Regions from separate parts of the Mus musculus genome. Here regions 1, 2 and 4 are each linked to region 3. A link is a contact called in public HiChIP or PLAC-seq and promoter capture Hi-C data. All regions are on one chromosome and are shown on one strand. Each heading gives the region's core, a stretch centred on a gene start, on an enhancer-like site or on the middle of the called end of the contact. The rest is flanking DNA. Distances are from core to core; before and after follow the strand shown. Region 1 has its middle 20 kb from the start of 4930571O06Rik. Region 2 has its middle 26 kb from the start of Gm24291. Region 3 holds the start of Cntnap4 (contactin associated protein-like 4). Region 4 overlaps 4930571O06Rik (RIKEN cDNA 4930571O06 gene).

Region 1 (2,700 bases), core at 154-2,653, 930 kb before region 3:
CAAAAAAAACCCAAAAGGGAAAGCATTAGGAAATATTTGGATCTGTTCACTCAGAGGGTCTCCAAGTTAGCATTAACTGTCAACTGGACAGAGCCAAGTTACACCTGAGCTAGCGGTTCAAGGGAGGAGTTGTGTCTGTCAGGTTGCAATGTAGGCATGCCTATGAGGGATGACACTGTTGTTAACTGTTGCAGAAGGGGCCAGTTCATTGTGAGGAGCAACACCAGACCTGGGTCCGGTAGTCCTGGGCTGTATCCTGCTTAAGCATGGATGAGCCAGCAAGCAACTCTCCTCTGTGGTTTCTTCACCAAGTTCTTGCTTGAGCTCCTGTCCTGATATCTTTTCAAGCATGAACTTGGCAGTGGCCATGAAGCATCTGCAGGGAACAGTATATGAGTGCTTCACTAATGTCACTCTACTGTGGCCATGGAGCCCCCTTGGACTCTACTGTGTCATGACCCACTTGGCAAGGACCTGTGGTGAATTTGGTGGCCTCTATGCTTATTACCTAGATCTCGTGGGGTACCAACTCTCCTTGCTTTCACTATGCTGTCTCTACTCATAGCAATATTTGGTTTCACTTTGTTAGTCATGGGCAAGGCTGAAAGCCCTGTGGATAAGTCTATGTTCCTCTCAATACTCTTTTGAGTGGTAAAACCCTCCTCTCCTTTATCAATCCTCCAGATGTGACCATTAATCCTGGGTATTTTGGGACACTTAATCAGGTCTCTAGATAAGCAGCTACAGTTGCACTGAGGAAGCCTGGGGCAGTTGTGGAGAGTGGTAGGTCTTGCTTGCATAACTGTTCTGAGGAAGCTATATCTGAACAACAGAGACGTAGAAAATCGGCAAGCCATGTCTGATCGATAGAGACTTAAAAATTGGTTCTTAGAAAGATGATATTAGGGTTGGAGAGGTGCATATCAGGAAAGGTTGCTCGGTACAGTGAGCACATCTCTGACTGCAATTAAAATGTCTTATGACAGAGAGGCAGAAAGAAAACTGGGAGAGTGAATAAATGTATTGACCCATGGAAGGGACAAGATATTGTTGAACAATTTTGAGAGCTTGGGGAGGCGTTCTAGGGATGAAACACACATTCCCATGAGCCATAGATCCTTACTGGGCTCGGTGCCTTGGTGTTTGCAACACTTTCTTCCTCTACCTGGAGAAACCACACTTGCCAAGCGCCCTTCATCACCCCAGGTCCGCGTGACGTCGACCATCAGCAAGGAGCGTTCGGTGGCGTGAGTGCTAAGTGCTCTCTTCAGCCATTTACAACCGAGTTTAAAAATAAGCCACGGCCAAAAATGAGAAATAAATGAAATGGAATCAGCTTGAGGTCTATCTCCCTTTCCTCGTACGTTGCTTTTTGCTGTTACGAAATCTTCCGCGCATAGAGCTTTGGCGCTCAGCGTTGATTTTCTTTTATCTTTTTTTTGGTTTTTCGAGACGGGGTTTCTCTGTATAGCCCTAGCTGTCCTGTAACTTACTTTGTGGACCAGGCTGGCCTCGAATTCAGAAATCCGCCTGCCTCTGCCTCCCGAGTGCTGGGATTAAAGGGGTGTGCCACCACGCCCGGCTCAGCGTTGATTTTCTTACTGTTATGATCCCGAACCTCTCTCAGCCTCAGTTTCCTTATTTTTAAATGAATTGGAAATACAACCTTTTCTGGGTGTCTTTGAGGAACAAATGAAATAAGGGCTCGAGTCATAAACGATCAATGCACAGAGAATGTTGGATAAAGTCCAGCTCATCTGCCTTTTCGCTCCCTTCCCCTCCTCGCCGCTGAACAAGACATCAGAGGTGCAGAGATGGGGTTGGAAGGCCTTGTGTGCAGGGGTAGCGAGGACCGTGAGTGCTGATGAATACCAGCTGTCAGCAACGGAATCCCAGCTCAGCAATTTGCCAGCTGTGCAACCCCAGGCATGTTGCTCTCTCACTTAGCTGCAGAACTGGAACGTGGCATATGAAATTATAAATATACTTTACATTTTTTTTATGGAAACAGTGCGAGCCGGAGTTTATCAAGACGCATTTTTGTAAGGCACACTTGCATGATTGTGCTGCACGCGGGAGGCATGTCTGCACATCAACTGGCATGTCTGATGAATGAGCACCCATATACAAATTAAAAAATAAAAATAAAACAATTAACCAGGTTTGAGGGAAAGATAATAGCCCTTCTGTTCTTTCTAGGTAAACTAGAAAAGACATGGTCACATTTGAAAATAGGGTTTTACGAGTTCATGAAAGTTTTTAAAATTACATATTTTCTGGTAATATGTTGGGGGGGTCTAATGCATGAAAAGTGCTGAGTGTATGTGGTTTGTGAGAAGGGTGATATAAGTGCTTTGCATACTGGTTTGCATGCAGATTATTACATGCATTCTGATACCCTTAGAGGTCAGAAGAGGTCTTCAGATCCTTTGTAACTAGAATTATGGGTGGTTCAGTGCTATCTTGTGGGAGCTGGGAACTGAACCTGGGTTCTCTACAAGTGTTCTTAATTGCTGAGCCATCTCTCTAGTTCCTAATGTTGGAATTTTTATAACTTATTTTAGTAACTTTTCTTCTTCTTTTGAATTATAAAACTATATTTATTAAAATTATCAAGGGCATAATTCTGTGATATTCATTGTATTCCCAGGGCAATGCAAATGTCTCCATTATTCATCTCAATAATTTTTATCTTAGAAA
Region 2 (2,700 bases), core at 142-2,641, 980 kb before region 3:
CTGTCAACAGAGCCCATGGGAAATGCCACCCTGGGAAGCACATTGTTGGAATCCCAGCACTGGGGAGGTGGAGACAGGAGGTTCCATGGGGCTCTGTGACCAATCTAGCCTAATCTTGTTGGCCTTGTTGATAGTGAGATCTTGTTGATAATGGGTGGGAGTGGACAGTGTTTCTGAGGGTGACAACTGAAATTAGTCTTTGCTTTACACACATAAACACACACACTGATATGTGCTTGCATACATGAGTACACATACACATGAATTAAAAAAACAAAATAAATGAAATAAACCATAACACCACCTTGCCCAGAGACTGGTACCTGAAACTCAGTGTGTGCAGTAGGCGCTGTTGTACACTTAAGTCATTCACCTGCACACATTAAAGGGGCCGGGCTCAATCTGAGTCCTCTTCCTGCTGGCACCCACCCATTAGTTCAGCTAGCGCCGACTGACAGATACTCAGTTTACAGAGAAACAACATGCTTCTTGATAGCTCGGTTAGCAAACGCAACAGATCGAAAAACCTTAGACGAAGTCTCATGTAGACCCCGTCTTTGTTCTATTATAAAAACACCTGAGAGACTGAACTGAGGAATCATTAGAACCAATGAGAAACAATGACCAAGTCTGTTCCATCCAAAGAAGGGTGCAGTTAGTTATGTGTCCATTGGGAAGACAGCAAGCCATTCTGTTTACCTGGATCAACCTGGAAATTCAGGCAAAACCTTCAGTATTCTAGCTAGGTGATAAAGGTAATTGAAGTTGCATATACAAGTCAGAGGGACATAGATGCTTCTTTGGGGACAAAATTTAAGGCTTGCCTTAAAGATGACCCGGGCTGCATAACTCCAGGCACAGGGTCAAACCTGATTTCATGAGGGACAGATTGAGTGTGAAGAATTCTCTGTAGTACTGTTCCAGAGGTGGAAATCTGGGGGTAGAACCCAGATTTCCCCATCCTATTTACCTCTTACCCCCTAGAGCTCCATCCTGTGGCATGGAACCGAGGACCCCAGAGGCTCTGTGAGACAGAGCTCCCAGCTCTCCACCAGGCAGCTTGTAGTTTTCCAAGAGACAAAGCTGTGGCTGGGCTCCAACTGCTTTATCTCCTTATCCTATTCACACTGACACTGGGATTTGCAAGCCAGGGGACAAAGGTCCTTTTCACTGCTTTGAAAAATCAGAATAATTATAGTAAGAGCCCTGTGTGCAAAAGCAAAGAATGATGTGGGCAGCAGAGGTGCCAAAAAAGAAGTTATTTCAAGGCTATTGGGTAGCTCCTGAGATCAAAGGAAGAGTTTAAAATCGATACCGAGGGCAGGGCTGAGGCTCTGGCGGCAAGGGCAATTGGCCATCTCCTTAGGACACTGATGTAAGCATGGCTGCCTTCCACCTCCACTCCCATGGCATATTATTTTTTTCCCCCTCCGAGAGTGGTCCCGAGAGTCGTGCGGAAGGGGAGCGAGCGCTTCGCTCTGATTGACAGGATCAAGGGGATTGATGAGGTTAGGAAAGCAGAACCAGTACATTGTTGCTTAAAGGACACTAGACATATTCTGGGCAGGCCCAGCCTTTCTCAGAAGTAACCTCACACTGGCAGGTGATGATTTTACTCGGAGTAAAGCTTTCTCAGTCAATCAGCTTCTAATGAGGACTGAGGTGCAAGGCAGCTAATTATCCCGGGGACTCGCTGCCGCTGGAGCTCCGAATGGCAGGTTGTCTTGGCCGATATAATCTTATCAAAAAGGAAAAAGACAATGTAAAAGGGAGAAGAATGAAGAAAAGAATACATTAGGAACACAAGAAGGTGCAGGGGAAGGAGTAAAGCAAATCTAGTTACAGCCACCTCTGCCCGAGGAGTCCCGGGTGGTAGTACAACACCCATCTTTACCCCTAGTGCCTGTTACCCCACTTCCTAGTCTACTCTCCCCATGGCATGCGGAGGCTGAGAGAATGTGACAATGGTGTCTGTCCTCAGAAAGAAAGCATTTCTTCTAGATCAGCCCTGTCCAATAGTCATATGCTATGCACACGACTCTTCAAAGCATGGAAGGATGGCCCAGTGGGTAAAGATACTTGCTGTTGAGACTGATCACTTAAGTTAAACCCCCAAGACTCACACATACACAGACCCACACAGCTACACATAAGCATAAATGAATAATGTAACAAAAACTTAAAATACCCTAGAAAGTTGCATTAAAAAAATAAAAAGTGACAGATGCAATTAATTCTGATATTGTGTATTTCCCTTTGACACATCCAAAATATTAGTAGCTCAGTGTATAATCCATGTAAAATTACAATTGAAAGACATGCAGTCTTTGTTACTCTGTAAGTATTTTTTATTTATAGCATAGTACGAGGTGGATTGTGTGCCTTTAATATGTCCATGTTACTGTCCTAAGCCTTAGTCCTCTGGATGAAAGATTATATAGGAACGGGGTTGCTTCAGGTGTTAGTTAGGATTAGTTCATGAAGGGACGGTGCAGTGTGAGTCTGTAGTCCTGTGGGGCAGGTGTCCTTAGGAAGAGGGAAGGTCTGGACCTAGAGAAGGGTCCATGAGCAAGCATTCTGTTGAGACTGGAAGATACTATCCTGTAAAATGAATTACCTTTAATGTAAGCATAAACAGTGAATTCATCCAGTGGCTGTATTTCTTTATCTTTGCTACTCCCCAATAACCATACAGAGAAA
Region 3 (2,700 bases), core at 185-2,684:
ATACATATTTTACTGATTTAATGGGATTCCCACACATTCGATTTGAAATTGAATGGGAAGCACAGTCCAGCCTAGGAGTGAAGTTCTCTCCTTTGCCTTTGCAGAGTGGCAGGTAAATTCTGACATTAAATGAGCTCCTGAAAAATCATCAGTGGGTGGACACGAGCTCGTGGCAGTGAGTTCCCTGTGCCTTTCCCTCGTGAGGACTCTACAGTTAAGGCAAAAGAGGGTCTATGGCAAAGAGAGTTACCAATGTCTTGTCTCTCAAACCTAAAGCTGTCAGTAAGGCAGGTCCCATCCATTCCTGAGCAGGACTTATAACCCTTTCTTGTAAAGCAGAGAAAGAAATAGAAAGTTGTGTGTTTGCTTGGCTGTTTTTATCATACATAAAAAGAGGAAATTCTTCTATCTAAAGAATCTAAACCAAATATAAACTTTTAAAACTTTTCCTATTTCCAATGGCAAGCTGACGAAAGAGTTGGGCCAGGGTATTTTGGATGATATTTAAATTAAGCAACGAGACCATAACAAATGTTCCTCGAATCAATGAACTCAGCACTAAGACAATCAATCACAAATACATGAAGTTGAAAATTCAACCACTAGAGAACACTACTTAAGCGGGTGGTGGGGGAGGGGGAAGTCACCTGCACATTTCCCTTTAAGGGAGATGTAGGGATGGGTACCCATCCAGGAGTGCTCTTCTGCCTGAGGACACAGCTCTCCAGTGCTGAGCTGTGCCTCCACCAGTTCTGCCTGCCCCTGCCCGCGAAGTCTGCAGTATGTCTCAGCTATTAGCCTGCACCATTTCAGAGATGCAGCCAGCCACTGCTAAATCGCAAACTTCAGAAATCTCAGCTAATGCAGCAGAATATCAAGTCTGCGGGTTGTTTTCCTGGTAGACAAATAATCCCAATGAAATTTAATGACCTCAAGACAGGCGCAATGGAAGACGTTCCCGGGCTGGTCCCCCGATTAAGATGCTAATTTAATGTTTTACTAGAAGTTGAGTCTTCTCAATGAATATTCAAAGAGAGTGAAATTCTGCTAGTAAAAAAAAAAAAATCCAAATAACATATTGCATATTTTGACCAGACCAAGAGGAACCCGATCATATTTGCACAATTTCCCTGTAGTGCTTTTCCTAGCCCCGCAGCGATTCCAGTTGAAAAGATTAATCGTGAAAACAACAGAATCAAAGTTTTGCGCGGAGCCCCCCTGCAAGTTTTAAATCATTTGCTGTGTACTTACATGAATTCCCAGCTTCCACTCTGTTCCAATTTTGAGTAGACAACAGAAGTAACATCTTGAGAACAGCTCCAGCGACAGATCCCATATTCATAATTTTTGAGCTCCCCAAAATATCTCGAGTGGCTCTCAGAGCGCTGGAGACAGGTTCTCCTCAGTCCTTCACCCAGCACTGACTGGGTCTTCAGTATCTCTAGCTCTCTGGATCTCTTTCCTCCCCCTCCCTCCTCTCACGCGCGCGCTCTCTCCTCCTCCTCTCCCTCCTCCCTCCTCCCTTGCTCCTCCTTCCTTCTCTCTCTCCCTCTCCTCTCTCTCTTTCTCTCTCTCTTTCTTCCCCACCCTCCTTCTCCCCTGCCCTCAGTACTGGTTCCTCACAGAAAAGCAACCAGCTTCTGTCCTAACAAGCTTACACACTGCTGCCGAGGCCACGCCCACTCCTCGCACCGGTCTTAGAAATTTGCCCCAGCATCCTTCCTCCTCCAAAAAGCACAGCAGCAGCCAGCAGCTTTCTGAGCTCCGCAGCGGCTGCAGGTGATGGAAGCTGGACCTGGAGGCGCTGCCCGCTGCCCGCTGCTCCTGGCCTCCTCGGGGCTCCCTCCCCTCCCCTCTATTCTCCAATAAGCTTTAACCCATTTTGTGCCCTGCCACCCTTTGGGGTGAGGAAAGCAGCCAGGCAAGGAAGCCTTCTGATTTTCCGCAGGTCTTGTATTTGGCAGTACCAACCAACATAGTGAGCTATTTCCTGATTGCCCGGGAGTGTATCCAGGTAAAACTGCATTATGTTTCAAAACAAAAGCATAAAATAAGACAGAAATAACGAAGCAAGCGTTGGTGAATTGTAGCTAAAACTGTCCTCCGGGAAAACGCGTGCTGTTTTTCTCTGTTTCTATAAAACTATTGCCTTGTGCTCCGGTGCCAGGATTTTATTACGGAAATTCCTCACATGGGAACAGACATTCCTGCTTGGCAGATATTTAAAAATCATCTGATAATAGTCTGCGAGAAATTAACATTTCTTATTTTAGTTGGTGCTTCAGGAATACAAATCCACCCATGAAGAGTTCTCTGAGTAGACTGAGTTTTATGAAAGCATCCTTCTGGAAATAGGCAGCATTCCATAATCATGTTTCTTAATAGTAATTCCCAGAGGGCCCAAAATGGAAAATTATGGAATACTGAAAAAGGGAACCCCCTCCCATATGTGTGTGCGTGCACACACACGTGAGTGCACACACAGGTACACACTCACGCGCACACATTCACACACTGACAGGAATACATACTCACTTATACACACTCACAGGCACACATGCATGCACATATACATGTGCACACACATGCATACACTCACACACATATGCACACACTTATACATACTCACAGACATACAAATGGGTGCAACACACACTCAGAAAATCAACAACTACAGAGAATATTCTTCCAGTGGCCACT
Region 4 (2,700 bases), core at 113-2,612, 950 kb before region 3:
CTATTAGATGTCTGAGTCCAGATATCCATTTTTTAAATTATATGATACGGCAAATGAAATGCATTCCAGTAGCACAAGGACTTCGGAATCACAGACTTTATCAACATATTTTATTATATCAACAATCCCAGGCATATCAATCGCAGCTGAAAGGCTATTCAGTAAAATGCAAAAGCTATTGTGGATCACTGTACGGAGGAAGGATGAGAAGAAGGCCACTGGAAAATAACAAATGCTAGGTCCCAAAACAGCAGATGATATTTTGAAGAATAAAGCATTAAGGCCACTTCCTATTAAAACCTGAGATCAGATCCTGCCATTGTCCCTTTACGATCTTTGGAGCAGTAGCTAACGCAAAAGACACAAACAAACCAAAAACCGAAACATTCACGAAGGACACTGGAGGTAAAGGACAGGTAGAACGTAGTTGAAGCACTGAAAGTTATCTCAACATTTGCTCTAAGCCGTGTGAATTCAAAAGATAAGTGTATGATAAACAAAAATATAATTTTTACATTTGAAAGCAATAATACAAAAGAGACAATAAATTCTACTCAGAATAGCATTGGCATTTAAGATCTTGGGTCTGTCTGTCTGTCTATCTCTCTGAAACCAGCTGTTGAAGCATCAGTGACCAGCAAGTGCATGAAGTGGCAAGCTTAAGGGTATAAGCTAGGTCAGTTCTAAAAACAAGACAACCAGGGCAGAGGAAGGGTGTGAGATTTAGATTTAGGGATGTTTGAGCCAAGCTTTGGCCCTCTTTTGTACTAACTGGTCTACTCAGATAGCTTCTATTTATCCACTAAAACTTAGGCTACGTATCCCTTCTAGAAAATTCCTGGCACTACGCCTGATGCAAAGGAAACCATCACACTGTAACAGGACTTAAAATAATATCAGAAAAAAAGGGAAAGAAAGATCAAGATCCTAAATGGAGGACATAAGTGGGTAAGAATATTAACTCAAGCTGAGCTCATAATATAAATGACTAATCCTTATGATCTTTATAGATATTTATAAACTTAGACATTTTCAGGACCAACCAACACAGATTCATGTTGCTATTGAACAAGGTCAACAGAATTAAAGCTAAATAAAAACAAATCAGAGCTTTGTTATTGCTGCGATTTGATAAATTTACTTTGTAGAACTCCCTTCACAAGCAGACACTTTGATAAGCAATGGATTTGTAACCATCCAAGTGAATTCTGTTGTCAGATAACTTTGAACCTAGAAATAACTTAAGACTCATGAACACATCAGTGTTTGTCCTCAAGTAGGCAGACATGGTGCTGAGAGGAGCCGAGAGTTCTCCATCTGGATCTGAAAGCAGCAGGAAGAGAAGGTGAGTCATGGGTCCAGGCTTGACCTCAAAGGCCACTCCCTGTGACACTTCCTCCAACAAGACCACACCTCCAAAATGCCACTCCATATGCATCACTGGGAGCTATTTTCATTCAAACCACCACAATGACTTTAAGTTAGTTTCTTTAGTAAAATAGAACTCTGAACATGGACTAAGGGGTTAGAAAAAGAGTCTCAGGAACCAGGAACTGAGCAGTTACTGGCCAGGAAGTCTTTGAAGAAATGGACCTAAGGGTACCAAAGATCTCTCTCAGCACAGTAGGAGCAGAGCACAGATCGAGGACATGGATTAGAACAGTCTGGGCAAAGCACTAGCCACCTTGTGTATTTTTATATCCAGATAAATCTGTGTCTCCACCGAAACACAGACTAAACATCCTTTGAAAATTCTTGGTATGAGAATTCCATTTAGACCCCTTCTGTGTTTCGTCACTTAGTTCTCAGCTTTTAAATGGTTTCACTCTCCACTCTGGTGTATCCTCCCCTGCTATGTGAATCTTTTCCTATCTTTCCCTCTCTTGCTCTCCTCATTTCCCCTTCTCCATCCTTTACTACACATAAGGTGTGTTGCCATAACAATCAACTTGCTGATTTATTCTCAGTATCTCCTACTAGACTATAAATTCCTTTGTGGATAGAGTCCTGCCCTGTTAGGCCTTAGATCTTCAGACCCAAGATTAGTGTTTGCAACTAGTAATAGGTAGCCACAAGGTGTATGATGTATGGGCAGATGGCTGATAGAATGAATGCTTTATCGGCTGATGAGTGAGTTTGTCTGGAGAAGAAATTATTAACTTAGAAATGATTAGAGAGGTCGATCAGAAAACTATTTTATCAAAGTGTGTTTGAAAGACTTGAATTTATTTTACTTTAAAAACAAGCTCATTTGATTTTATGTCTGCTTAAACTATTGCTTTCCTTCTGTTATATCCAAGTTTACAAGAACATTATTTGAGATTGTTTTGAACAGTTAGTAGATATCAAATATTCAAGAGAGTAGGCACATGGGATAGGAGATTTAGTCTCAACTCACAGTGTTTGGAGATCCTAGAACATTCTGTGATTGGATGAGTCCAAGTAAGACATACTGAATTTTGGTCTCAGCTCTGTGCTTCCACTGGTAATAGATAACCCCCTGGGGAGCATAGACCTTTTCAAGAGATGGTAATGTAACATAGTCTAAAACGGTGTTCCCAGCACTAGATAGCCATCAGTAAGTCTGAGTGCTGCCCCAGCTCCCATGTCAAACTCTAGAGAACAACATGGGTATCAGTGCTCTGACCACCAACTGTGTCTTATCCAAATAAGGGTGTGGAGGCAGAAAATGCAGGGTTC

The links. Promoter capture Hi-C pulls out the DNA fragments that hold promoters and counts their contacts. HiChIP or PLAC-seq counts read pairs in DNA pulled down with a chosen protein or histone mark.
Region 1: a contact with region 3 is called in an H3K27ac HiChIP or PLAC-seq map of SST interneurons, with 11 times the contacts expected there. The contact joins the enhancer-like site here to the promoter of Cntnap4 in region 3. A contact is called at or near these places in 1 of 39 promoter capture datasets (cranial neural crest), 3 of 484 Hi-C or Micro-C datasets (cerebral cortex and cortical neurons), 5 of 115 datasets of contacts at active chromatin or transcription factors (SST interneurons, embryonic basal ganglia, embryonic forebrain and 2 more) and 1 of 9 other capture datasets (pancreatic islet).
Region 2: a promoter capture Hi-C map of hippocampal neurons shows a contact between it and region 3, with 14 times the contacts expected there. The contact joins the enhancer-like site here to the promoter of Cntnap4 in region 3. A contact is called at or near these places in 13 of 39 promoter capture datasets (the 3T3-L1 cell line, the C10 cell line, the HPC-7 cell line and 8 more), 2 of 484 Hi-C or Micro-C datasets (cerebral cortex and nephron progenitors), 6 of 115 datasets of contacts at active chromatin or transcription factors (embryonic basal ganglia, embryonic forebrain, embryonic hindbrain and 3 more) and 2 of 9 other capture datasets (adipose tissue and liver).
Region 4: a contact with region 3 is called in an H3K27ac HiChIP or PLAC-seq map of embryonic fibroblasts, with 9 times the contacts expected there. The contact joins the enhancer-like site here to the promoter of Cntnap4 in region 3. A contact is called at or near these places in 14 of 39 promoter capture datasets (the 3T3-L1 cell line, 3T3-L1-derived adipocytes, the C10 cell line and 9 more), 1 of 484 Hi-C or Micro-C datasets (gonadal supporting cells), 3 of 115 datasets of contacts at active chromatin or transcription factors (embryonic basal ganglia, embryonic fibroblasts and forebrain) and 1 of 9 other capture datasets (embryonic stem cells).

The regions. Positions count from the first base shown.
Region 1 is chr8:113,496,259-113,498,958 of GRCm38.p6, reverse strand. No RefSeq gene overlaps it. Among named protein-coding and RNA genes, the nearest start is that of 4930571O06Rik, 20 kb to the left of the region's middle. Within about 2 kb of position 1,403, at least 12 of the 459 cell types and tissues checked have an H3K27ac peak or open chromatin away from gene starts, as enhancers often do. A contact at or near this core is called in SST interneurons, where this site is marked.
Region 2 is chr8:113,553,667-113,556,366 of GRCm38.p6, reverse strand. No RefSeq gene overlaps it. Among named protein-coding and RNA genes, the nearest start is that of Gm24291, 26 kb to the right of the region's middle. Within about 2 kb of position 1,391, at least 23 of the 459 cell types and tissues checked have an H3K27ac peak or open chromatin away from gene starts, as enhancers often do. A contact at or near this core is called in neural tube, where this site is marked.
Region 3 is chr8:112,568,777-112,571,476 of GRCm38.p6, reverse strand. Cntnap4 (contactin associated protein-like 4) reads right to left here and starts at 1,434. Exons shown (of 24, transcript NM_130457.2): 1 at 1,252-1,434. The coding sequence starts at 1,342. It overlaps Gm26994 (predicted gene, 26994), which reads left to right and starts at 1,902. Exons shown (of 6, transcript NR_132433.1): 1 at 1,902-2,014.
Region 4 is chr8:113,522,438-113,525,137 of GRCm38.p6, reverse strand. The region is part of intron 1 of 4930571O06Rik (RIKEN cDNA 4930571O06 gene); the gene reads right to left. Among named protein-coding and RNA genes, the nearest start is that of Gm25766, 4.2 kb to the right of the region's middle. Within about 2 kb of position 1,362, at least 28 of the 459 cell types and tissues checked have an H3K27ac peak or open chromatin away from gene starts, as enhancers often do. A contact at or near this core is called in embryonic fibroblasts, where this site is marked.